4 separate regions of the Mus musculus genome follow, and regions 2, 3 and 4 are each linked to region 1. The links are chromatin contacts, called in public Hi-C, HiCAR-type and HiChIP or PLAC-seq maps. All regions are on one chromosome and are shown on one strand. Each heading gives the region's core, a stretch centred on a gene start, on an enhancer-like site or on the middle of the called end of the contact. The rest is flanking DNA. Distances are from core to core; before and after follow the strand shown.

Region 1 (2,571 bases), core at 53-2,552:
AGGATTCTAGGATCTAAGCAAGCAGGGCTCAACCCAGAGGCACTGAGGAGGAGGGCCACTCCCCTGATGAGAACCAGAGTTGTCAGAACTGAGTGCAGAGATCAGATTTTCCCAGCCCTTTCTCTTTATCTGGAGCACAGTACCCCGTCCACCCCCACCCCAACCCCACCCTGAGCACACACACACCTTCACTTGGGATCAGAGCCCAACCATTACTGAATTCCTTGGTCTTCAGGCTGGCCCCATCTGACCCAGTGTCCCCTGGACTGGAACTTATAGAAGACTCCTGTTTGGTGGACGTGGCTAGGCATACCTGCATTTGGACTTCATCAAAGCATTCTGAACTAGAACTTAGGATCGGTAGGCACAAGGGACAGGATTCTGTCACAGGGTCCTGTGTTTTATATATGTATGCATTGAGACAACAACAGTTTTCACTCAGGCAGACTCGGTTTAAAATTCAAGTGCTTGGAACAAGCGCTAGTTGTTATTGAGTGAATGAGGTAATCTTCATAGAGAGTTCGGCACAGCACTTACTGTTTATGTAGTACGTACTAATACTTATAATACTAATAATTATAACTCTGCTTGGGGCATACGTTCCCAGAGTAGCTTGCTCAATTACCCTCAGAGATGTTCTCCTCTGGAACAAGGTTCTTAGGATCCAGTTGGGGGAAATTTTTGCTCCTAGAGAGAGAGAGAAATGGCTCATTGCTGAAGAATGCTTGCTATTCTTCCGGGGAATCCCATTTTTCCGAGAGATTCTAATTTAGTTCCCAGCACTCGTGCCTTGCTGCTCAAAACCTCCTGTATCTTCAGTTCCAGAAACGCTAGCAACCTCTTTTGCTATCCATGGTCACGCACACACATGTGATGTACATACACACAAAAACATACATTTTAAAAATCGCTTCTAGGAAATTCCCTACTTCTGAATCGGGATTTTCCTTTGAACATCTGGTCCCGACAGGGAAGTGATTTGGATGCTGGTGACCTGGATGGAGCTCGTAGAATGAACCCACTGATCCAGGGTGCCGGAAGTCAAGCTTTTTTCTCAAATCCCTATAGTCAATTTCCCAGAAGGCTCCACGGTGTTATCTCCCCAGCAAAACGATGAAGCCTCTGGAAGGGGCTGGAAGTGCAGTGGAAAGTCCAAGTGGCCCAAAACATCGAATCAGACACCAGAAACCCGAAGTTATGGAAGACAAAAAAGAAACAAAAACAAAGCCAGCCTCATTAGTAGCGCTGGCTGTCGCTACCCTGTCAATAAAGGGCCTTTGAAAGTCTGTGCTTGTACTGCCATCTAGTGGCTAGAGAAGGCATGGCTGGAGCCGGTAAGGTCCCGGGCCGTGCTATGTGAAGGTGGTTCATCTTCCTCTTGAAGAATTTATGGATAGGCATATTGTCGGAAGCTTTTAATGATTATTCTCTAATTTTGCTTCATAGTGTCTGCAAATCACTGACAAATTTGTATGAGAATCATAGAACAGGGGCAGTTTACGCATCCGGCGGTCCAGTTGGGGTCTAGTTGGCAGAGTGTCTTTGGGGAAGGGAAAAAGCCCCGTTTCTCTTGGAGCACGGGAATCCGCAGAAGCAACGGCGTTGCCTCAGTAGCTCCGTGCTGGCCTAGCGTGAAGGAGGCCACTCACTATCTCCAGGTAACATCTTTGTGTCCTCAGCCCTCTGGTCTCTGACTTACTTGTAAATGCATGTCCCTTGCTTCCCTTTTAACTCCTGCTATCACGTTTAAAAATCCCTCATTTGAGTCCTGAGGGCTAGCAGAAAGAATGGAAACAGGCAACCTCAGGAAATAGGAGGTTAGGGGGACCCCCCAGAATATACCAGAGACCTGGGAAGTGAGAGACTCCCAGCACTCAAAGGGAGGGACCTTAGATGAAATGCCTGACAGTAGGGAGAGGAAACTTATAGAGCCCCCCCTCCAGCAGGAAGACAGGACATCAAGTGAAAGATGGGGTTGCCATTCCACAGTCACATCTCTGACCCATAATTGTTCCTGTCTGAAAGAATTACAGGGATGGAAATGGAGAGGAGCCTGAGGAAAAGAAGGTCCAGTGACAGGCCCAAAGTGGGATCCAGCTCAAGGGGAGATCCCAAGGCCTGACACTATTACTGAGGCTGTGGAGCGCTCATAAAAAGGGACCTATCATGACTGCCCTCTGAAAGACCCAGCAAGCAGCTGAAAGAGTCAGATGCAGATATTTGCACCCAACCAATGGGTTGCTGCTGACCCCTGTTGTTGAATTAGGGAAGGCTGAAAGAAGCGTAGGAGAATGGTGATCCTGTAAGAAGACTAGCAGTCTCAATTAATCTGGACCCCTGAGATCTCTCAGATACTGAACCACCAGCCAGGCAGCATACACCTACTAATATGAGGCCCTCAACACACATACAGCAGAGGACTTCCGGGTCTGTGTTCATTCAGAGATGATGCACCTAACCATCAAGAGACTGTAGTTTAGACGTCAGGTGGGGTGGGGGATGGGGACATTCATGTGGAGACATGGGAGTGGGGAGGAGGTGTGGGATATGAAACAGTCGGAGGGGGGATGA
Region 2 (2,571 bases), core at 49-2,548, 450 kb before region 1:
CAAAATTGAGCCCCACACTTGCTCTGTTGCCTTTTCTGCAGCTCCTTTCCTGATAGGCTTTGCCTCCCATTTCCAAGATCTTTTCCTGCTTCCCAGCCCAAGCATCTCCCCTCAATTCCTGGCCAGCCACACTAGTTTTCTCTCACTCCAGCATGAACCTAGGAAATGTCAAGGACCAGAAACCTGTAACACAGGGTTAGACTCACAGAGCAATCATGCAGGTCTGCCCCACCACTCAGAGAAGGCTATACTTGGCAGAGCTGAGTCTGCTCCTTGGTCAGTAGATTCCATCCTCTCCTGGGTACCCAGGGACATCCGTTTTGTTTCCTGCATAATCAATCAATGTTTCTTCTTCTGGAAATTTTCCATTAGCTTGAATATTGGGGTTGCTTAGCTCTACTGTAGTTACAAATCAAAGATTTTTTTTTTCTTTTTTTCTTCCTTTTCTTTTTGAGATGGAGGCCTTACTATTGCCTAGCTGGGTTCAAGTGATCTTGCAGGTCTGCTCTACCTCACTCCGTTTGAACGGCTCAGCACTCCTGTCAGAATGTGATCTGATGAAATAGAGAGGTTCCTGTTTGCAGAAGGCACCTACGAATACAGTCCTTGCATCTGGTCACAGTGCTGGGTGTGAGTGACGAATGAGTGCATAGCTTTACCTGGGACACCTAACCCAACCCCTCAAGGCTCAAGGAATACAGGAGAAGAGGGAGCAGAAAGAATATAAGTGTCAGGTGATGAGGGAGCATCTTTGCCGTCCAGGTACGACACGGCCGATGGAGATCCGCACAAGGGTGGGTCCTCCAACCCTTCCTCATGAGGGGTTTCATGAGGCCCTGCTCTTCCTGAGGGGACAATGACTGTTAATGATTGCTGGTGGGGTGGAGTGGGTAGCATCTTATGCTCAGAGGGGCAAAGAAGAGGGATGAGAAGAGGCTCATGGAGGCTGAATATGATTAGAATACATGGTATATACATATGAAATTGTAAAAATAAAAGTAGTGTTTTGAGCCAGATGGTTGTCCTCCAACGTGACTCAGGGATTCAGGCTTCAGCTTCTCTAAGTTCTTGGACACCTTCATTGATGGGAAAAAGGATCCGGACCTACTTTTAGCAGCCTCAGAGTAGAAGTGACAAATTAGTCCATCATCACGCCACTGGCTGCACTCAGCCACACGGCCTACTTGGTTATGAGTGTAGCTTTTCTTTGTGTGTCCAGGAAGGGAAGGGAAAGTGGGTGTGGCAAACTTTGGCATTGTTGGCCATGGTGTGCAAGCGTGCTGGAGTCTTTCCCTATCTGACAGATAAGCTATTTCCCTCCAGCTCCTGGCCCAGTTCTCTGCTTGCTTTAATTAGTGCAGCCTTACAGTCAGCTGAAACGAGGCATTCTTTCCTGTGGAACACAGGTGGGTCTGTTTTCCGCTTCAACTGCATCTGCCTGCCAAGTGCTCAATGAAGTCACAGGCAGCATCCACATCTACTTGTTGAATGGCCTTCAATCCTCCCATGTTCCAATTCCTAACTCTGGGTTAGATTTTGCCCATGGATTTAATGGGCATATAAAACCTGACAATAAACGCTTCTACTTGGATGCCAACAGGCACCTCAAACTTCATACATACACACACAGGACTCCCCAGTCCTGACCAACCCTCCTCACCTACAATCTTACTCACTCAACTGATCTCAGCTAATGGTAACACTATTCTTTTACTGTTTTTGGAGAATCTGGCACTCACGTACGTCTGTACCACTGCCAGGATCCTCATGCTATGTCTTAACTACACCAGGGTCTATCTCTACTCTGGTGCTCCCTTGGGCCTTCATCTATGTACATGTACACGACACAGACATCAGAATAACCTCTTGTGAAACTCTTCAGTGGCTTCTCTGTTTATTCTGTGCAAAGGCCAAGTGTTTAGTAGGGTCACAGTCTGGCTTTATCACCTCTCTGACAGAATGAATGTGGCTCCATGCCACCCTTCCTTTGGTACCGTGTCAGGCATTTGGGACTTGCAGTCACTGGACCCTTCTCTGTTACTCCTCTGCCCCACTTCCTCGCTCACCCACTGACTTTCCAGCTGCCAACATGGCTGATCCTTCACCTTCTGCCTATGTGTCATCTGAAGTCACCCTTGCCACAGGCCTTTCTTGACTTTCCTGTTTAAGATCTCAGTATCCGTGACGGGACATTCCATGGCTCTCTCCTCTCTTTCACTTTCCCTGCAGTTTCCTACCTACTGGATTATAAGTGACAATCACCCAGATCCTAGAATGGTCCTTCCTGGTGCATGGTAGGGCCTGGATGAATGTTTGTTTAATGAATGGGTAAATGTTTGAGGAAATAGTCCAAGGAGGTTGACTGCTTGAGCCTTCACACACAGAGGTCCAGACTGTGCTCTGTCCAATGGCTCCCCTTTATGTTTTTTCAGGTGAGTGCTGGTGAACAGGGGAGCTGGAAGGGCTGGCTCTGTGCTCAGGGGTGGGTGCTTTGCCTTTCTTACTGTGTCCCACAAAACATCCTCTTCCTCTACAGGCTCACGAAGGCTGAAGGCAGAAGGCACCCTGTGC
Region 3 (2,571 bases), core at 52-2,551, 410 kb before region 1:
ACACAACTCTTATTCCTGTAAGCTGCCTCTATGAGGCTTTTTGTCTCGGAGGTGAGAAAAAGAACAAACCATGTTTTCCCACAGTGGTCAATCTTATAGACTTTCTCTTTAAACTTCAGAGGGCTGAATTACATATTCTCATAAAAGAATGTATTTCATTATGTTTTAAAATTTTATTTATAGAAATCTGAGTGAAATGGACTTCATGATTCCTTTTAAGCAACCACATTATATATCAAAATGCACTTCCCTGATTTTTATTGATCAAGTAAGCTAAACTTTTCTGCTTATTTTGATTTTTTTTTTTAAAAACCACATGCTCTTTGCATTTATAATATTAGTTGTATCTCTGTCACTGTGAAGAAAATACTTAAGATAAAACAACCCAAAGGAGGGAAGATATATTTTGGCTGACATTTTCAAGAGATTCAGTCTACAATCACTTAGCTCCATTGTCTCTGTGTGAGGTGTGACATCACGGCCAGTGGACACGTGTTGGAAGTGAAACAAGGATTCCTATCTGATGGTGGCCAGTGGGGAGAGTAAGGGAAAGTGGGAGGAGGGGAAGGAAGGAAAGGGGATGGGGAAGGGGGATGAGACAGGAGGAGGAGGAGGGTGAGGAGGAGGGTGAGGGGAGGGGAGGGGGAAGGAGTGTGAAGAGGAGGACGGTGAGGAGGAGTAGGAGAGCCAGGAGGAGGAGGGTGAGAGGGAGGATGGTAAGGAGGAAAGGGGGGAGAAGAAGGGGAAGGGGGAGGGGGAGGAAGAGGTGGAGGGGGAGGAGGAAGATGAGAAGTATGGTAAGGGTGAGAAGGTGAAGAGGAGGAAGGTGAGGAGGAGAATGGTGGTGTGGGAGAGGGTTGAAGAGGAGGGGGAGGAGAAGGAGAAGAAATGGAAGGAGGGGAGGGGAAGGAAGAAGACATATAGATATACAAGACACAGACTTTGATATGCAGAGTCTCTCTTTTTGTCTCTCTCTCAAGTGCACCCCCAACACACACACAGACTCTTTTCTAGGCACCCACGTAGTTGATCCATGCCCGTTGCTCCTCCAGTTTTAAGTTAAGAGCAGTTGACAATGACAGTGCTGGCTTTTGACTGGAATGGGGCCATGAAGGTCATAAGAGAAGCAGGGAGGCTTGCCTGGAAGTGTTAGCTACGGTGCAGCTTGGGGTCAGACATTCATATAAGCTTGGCGAGCAGAGGCTGGGCGTGGCACCTATTTGGAAGGCAGGGCTGATGGTGTGTAGCTGGCAGACTAGACGTGGAGTGTAAGAGAATGAAAATACAAGGATGACTCTGAGAACTGCGGCATGAGTAATCATCTGAACGGGCACTGCTTACTAAAAGGGAAAATTCCAAGGAGCACGTTCAGCGCCAAGAATAAACTAAGTTGTTGCTTTCTGGTAGCTGACTCAAGCACTCACATCTTTGAGCTCTCTCATAAGCTGGTCACATTCGCGGTCCATTGAATGTTATCTATCCCAGTGCCACGCTGCTGCACCTGCCACTTCCACACCTGAAGTGTCCTTCCCACTCTCCTCTACCTTGAAAACACTTGCTCATCTGTCAGGAATAATCTCAAATGTCAGCTCTTTCTGGCTACCTTTCCGATTCCTGCGGGCACAGTTGGGGGTTTCAAGCTGGAGCTACACTACCCAGCCACAGAACCACAGAGATGCGTACTTGTCTGTCTCTGCCACCCAAGGGGTGAGTTCCCTAGGGCAGAATCCCATTTTCCTTCTGGTTTCTTTTACTGTATCAGAACACCTACAACAAAGATGGGCATTCAGTGAATACTGGCTGTCTCCAACATTCCATGTCTTATGTCATACTTTCCTCTAGGTACCTGGGCATGCAGCAGGAACAAAGCGAGGGAACATGTCTCAGGGAGCACTTACCCTCAGGAGAAACATCAATATACAGACAGTTTCCCAGCAGAATGTGATAGAGAGAAAAGTGTAGGCATGACAAGAGAGTGGATGAACTCGGGATGGGGTCTTGCATTTGGCATCTTGGTCACAGTAAGTCCCTTGAGCAGATTCTGTGTGACTCGAGTGAGCAGACCATGTAGATTTCAGAGAGCAAAATAAGTGGCTTGTTCAACAACTTTATAGAATGAGCAGGCTTGACACTATGCTAACCTTCCAGAGTGGCTGGAGGTCATGGACAGAGAGGGTTACAAAGGTGAAGCGCTGGCAGGGTACGTGGAGGTTTGCGAGTAGTCTGAAGTCTATGTATAACAATAGTGGGTGAGTTGTATAGGATTTCATTTATGCTTCAAAATGATCACTTTGATGTTTAAGTGGAATGGGCTGGCAGGGAGGCATGGTGGAAGCTCCTGGGTAGTATTAGCAAACGGTCTAGCTGATGGATCAGAAGAGGGAGGAAACAGCAAAAAAGATGGCAAAGTGGCCGGGTTCCACAAGTGCTTAGAAAGTGCGACTGGTAAGATGTGCTAATGAGTAGGTGGAGGAAGTAAAGGAATAGAGTTAATGATGGCTCTGAGAAGTTCCAAGTAAGTGACCAGATGGCCCGGGGTGGCTTTGGTGAACGGGAAACCCCAGGGAGAGG
Region 4 (2,571 bases), core at 24-2,523, 280 kb before region 1:
CTGTGTACTGTTGGGCTCAATTTAAAAACTGCAGACAGGACATTACATTATGACAACTTCATCAATACACTCGGTTCTTTGTCACTCCGGTAACCAACTTTGAAAATTCCTGTGTGACGCAGCTTTCCCTCCACCCTTAAAATAACACTATAGTAATGGCTTTTCTTTTCTTTTTCTTTTTGGCAAAAAAATATCCTGAGAAATTGCTCCCCTGCTGTATTTAAAGCAGAAAGGAAGAGGGCTACCCCACCCACCTCCGTGCTGACACATTAGCTAACAGCTTTATTTATCACTGCACTCCTGGCTGCCCCAGCCCCTAGAATAGAAAGTAAAGTAGACACAAACTGAGCTCAGCTCCAGCATACATGTAGCTCTGGAGCTATAACCATCCAGGGCTTCCGTCTGCAGCCTTCTCCAGGTGCTCCAAGTCTTAGTGATCCTCCGAGAGAACATCTACTCTAACTTCTGAACTTACTCTCAAATATACTTTGCAGCTTTTGCTTGATTTTACCATAATGCTCATAAAAGGTTAGAAATTACTATTTAGAGGCAGTGTTCTTACTAGAAACTTAAGAGATAGCAAGAATGACAGAAATTAATAGTCCCTTGTAAGGTGTCACAAAACAGGCAGGAGGGCAAATGTGCAGTCCCAGTTTGCTCATTATGAAACATAGAAGCTAGATTTTTAGAGTCATGACCTAGCCAAGTTCTCTGTCCATTCCTACGGCAGTGGCTAATACCTGCTGCAGTGGCGACCTTATCAAGTGCTCTCACTTACAAGGTTCAAGGGTTAAGTGCTCAATGTACACGGTGTCTCTATTAGTACTTTAGGGAGGCTGGGTTAAGGGAACGTCTAGAGACTTTGGTGTTAGAGCTGGGATGGAGTTCTCAGATACACACTGTCCCCGTTAAGGACCAGCTGACTGAAGGGGCATGGGGTGGGCGTGGTTACTAAGTGTGAAATCAAAGCAATAGGTACAATTACATTGTTTTTAACTTGAGTCTGTTTCATACATATAGCTGGCCTTCCTCTACATTAAGAACATGGTCCTGTAAACAAACAAACAAACAAAAATCATTAATCCTTCTGGAGGGAAAAAAAAACACAATTGGAGGAGAGCTAAGGTCCCCTTAAATAACAGCTCAAGTCCGTGGTGAGCACCGCCGTCTGAAGGCTTGGGTGTGGCCACCTGAGAGACACAGAGAAACTTAAGAGGCAAATGTACCGACAATAGAGTCTGTCTGTGGAAAGCACCTTCTGTTCTGACAGGAAGAATCTGTCACAGTGAAAATAGATCGGGTCAACAGCATCTGAGGGATACATGAGTGGGGTTCCGGTCTATCCTGTTTGCCATGGCGCCGTGGCACACGCGTGAACCTGCACACACATGCGCACACACCCGCACACACCCCTGTTCTCTGTTATTTGGTCAAAAAAGGAAATAAAACATTTTCACCCAAAGTATAACAAGGGCTGAGAGCAGCTGGAAGAAAACAGCAAAACTGGCCGAGGGCTCCCAGCAGGCTGTTCTGCGGGAGGCAGGACAACCCCAACCTGGGAGTTCAGCCTCACACACATAGAGTCATTCATATGAGTTCATACAGATAGGGGTCATTTTGACCAAACTCATAGATGCCAGACTGACAGGTAAAGTTAAACTGTTGCCGACCAATTTGTACTAAGAAATATACTCTCCCAGAGGGACAGAACGCTGTCCTCAATTGTCTTCTGTAAATTAAGCCATTTACTGAACACCTACTTACTACAGTTGGTTCAGGGTCTATCTGGGCAACATTACACTTAATTCTGGCAGCAAACTTTGGGGTGCTGTAAACTGGGGTGGAGGTAGAGGATTTGCTGGGAGGTGCAAGGAGGCTCCTGGCTGATGTCAGTGGTCTAGACAACATCAGCTCAGAAGATGCTGACCATGAAGGCCAGAGGTCATAGGTTATCATCATTAAGCCTAATGATATACAACTAATGATATATTGGCAACGCATATGACAGTCGGTCTGCAATCATCAGGGACAACCTAAAAATTTACAGTACCTGCCCCCAGCTCCTTTTGAGGGCTGTCACACACACCAGAAGCCAACTGATTGTATCTGACATTATCAACATCTAAAATGTCGTGTTATCTACCTGTGCTTTTATTTCTCTACACACGGGTTTATCTAAGAATGGGTCCCTAACTTCTGGGATTTTTATACATAGCTATTTCAGCCATTTTATGTTAACATGATAGTTTCAGTTTCAGATGACATTTCCTGTACGTTTCCCTGTGATTCAAATTTTGAGGGTGTTAAGGAATTGGTACCTAGGCATTGATTCATTTGTGTCTATTACAAGTACATATGTAAATACACATGGTAAAAAAAAAAGACTCGCCATATTGTATACTTAAGTACAATCAAAACAGACCCTGGTGATTTATAAACTTATTCTAATAAGCAGAATCTAAGAATATTGTTAGTAATATTTTTAGAGTTTTTTTTAACTCTAAAAAGTTAGTAATGAGCAGACATGGTGGGGCAGACCTTTAATCCCAACACTCAGGAGGCAGAGACAGG

What was found. Hi-C and Micro-C count contacts between places; a contact is called where the count stands out from the background. HiCAR-type assays count read pairs that join an accessible place to other places. HiChIP or PLAC-seq counts read pairs in DNA pulled down with a chosen protein or histone mark.
Region 2: a contact with region 1 is called in an H3K27ac HiChIP or PLAC-seq map of oligodendrocyte precursor cells, with 6 times the contacts expected there. The contact joins two enhancer-like sites. A contact is called at or near these places in 1 of 15 datasets of contacts at CTCF or cohesin (large pre-B cells), 1 of 484 Hi-C or Micro-C datasets (bone marrow-derived macrophages) and 19 of 115 datasets of contacts at active chromatin or transcription factors (the 230-238 cell line, astrocytes, bone marrow-derived macrophages and 14 more).
Region 3: a contact with region 1 is called in a Hi-C map of embryonic fibroblasts, with 3 times the contacts expected there. The contact joins two enhancer-like sites. A contact is called at or near these places in 2 of 15 datasets of contacts at CTCF or cohesin (large pre-B cells and pro-B cells), 5 of 484 Hi-C or Micro-C datasets (CD8 T cells, bone marrow-derived macrophages, cortical neurons and 2 more) and 7 of 115 datasets of contacts at active chromatin or transcription factors (differentiating embryonic stem cells, embryonic basal ganglia, embryonic forebrain and 4 more).
Region 4: a contact with region 1 is called in a HiCAR-type map of Th17 cells, with 4 times the contacts expected there. The contact joins two enhancer-like sites. A contact is called at or near these places in 1 of 15 datasets of contacts at CTCF or cohesin (large pre-B cells), 6 of 484 Hi-C or Micro-C datasets (CD4 T cells, the G1E-ER4 cell line, Sertoli cells and 2 more) and 9 of 115 datasets of contacts at active chromatin or transcription factors (Th17 cells, effector CD8 T cells, embryonic limb bud and 6 more).

Annotation. Positions count from the first base shown.
Region 1 is chr4:32,054,047-32,056,617 of GRCm38.p6, reverse strand. No RefSeq gene overlaps it. Among named protein-coding and RNA genes, the nearest start is that of Map3k7, 91 kb to the right of the region's middle. Within about 2 kb of position 1,302, at least 122 of the 459 cell types and tissues checked have an H3K27ac peak or open chromatin away from gene starts, as enhancers often do. A contact at or near this core is called in Th1 cells, Th17 cells, embryonic fibroblasts and 3 more, where this site is marked.
Region 2 is chr4:32,505,943-32,508,513 of GRCm38.p6, reverse strand. All of the region lies in intron 2 of Bach2 (BTB and CNC homology, basic leucine zipper transcription factor 2), which reads right to left. Among named protein-coding and RNA genes, the nearest start is that of Bach2os, 64 kb to the left of the region's middle. Within about 2 kb of position 1,298, at least 46 of the 459 cell types and tissues checked have an H3K27ac peak or open chromatin away from gene starts, as enhancers often do. A contact at or near this core is called in forebrain and oligodendrocyte precursor cells, where this site is marked.
Region 3 is chr4:32,464,916-32,467,486 of GRCm38.p6, reverse strand. All of the region lies in intron 1 of Bach2 (BTB and CNC homology, basic leucine zipper transcription factor 2), which reads right to left. Among named protein-coding and RNA genes, the nearest start is that of Bach2, 49 kb to the right of the region's middle. Within about 2 kb of position 1,301, at least 38 of the 459 cell types and tissues checked have an H3K27ac peak or open chromatin away from gene starts, as enhancers often do. A contact at or near this core is called in embryonic fibroblasts, where this site is marked.
Region 4 is chr4:32,334,568-32,337,138 of GRCm38.p6, reverse strand. It overlaps a transcript of Bach2 not described here. Among named protein-coding and RNA genes, the nearest start is that of Bach2, 82 kb to the left of the region's middle. Within about 2 kb of position 1,273, at least 46 of the 459 cell types and tissues checked have an H3K27ac peak or open chromatin away from gene starts, as enhancers often do. A contact at or near this core is called in Th1 cells, Th17 cells and memory CD8 T cells, where this site is marked.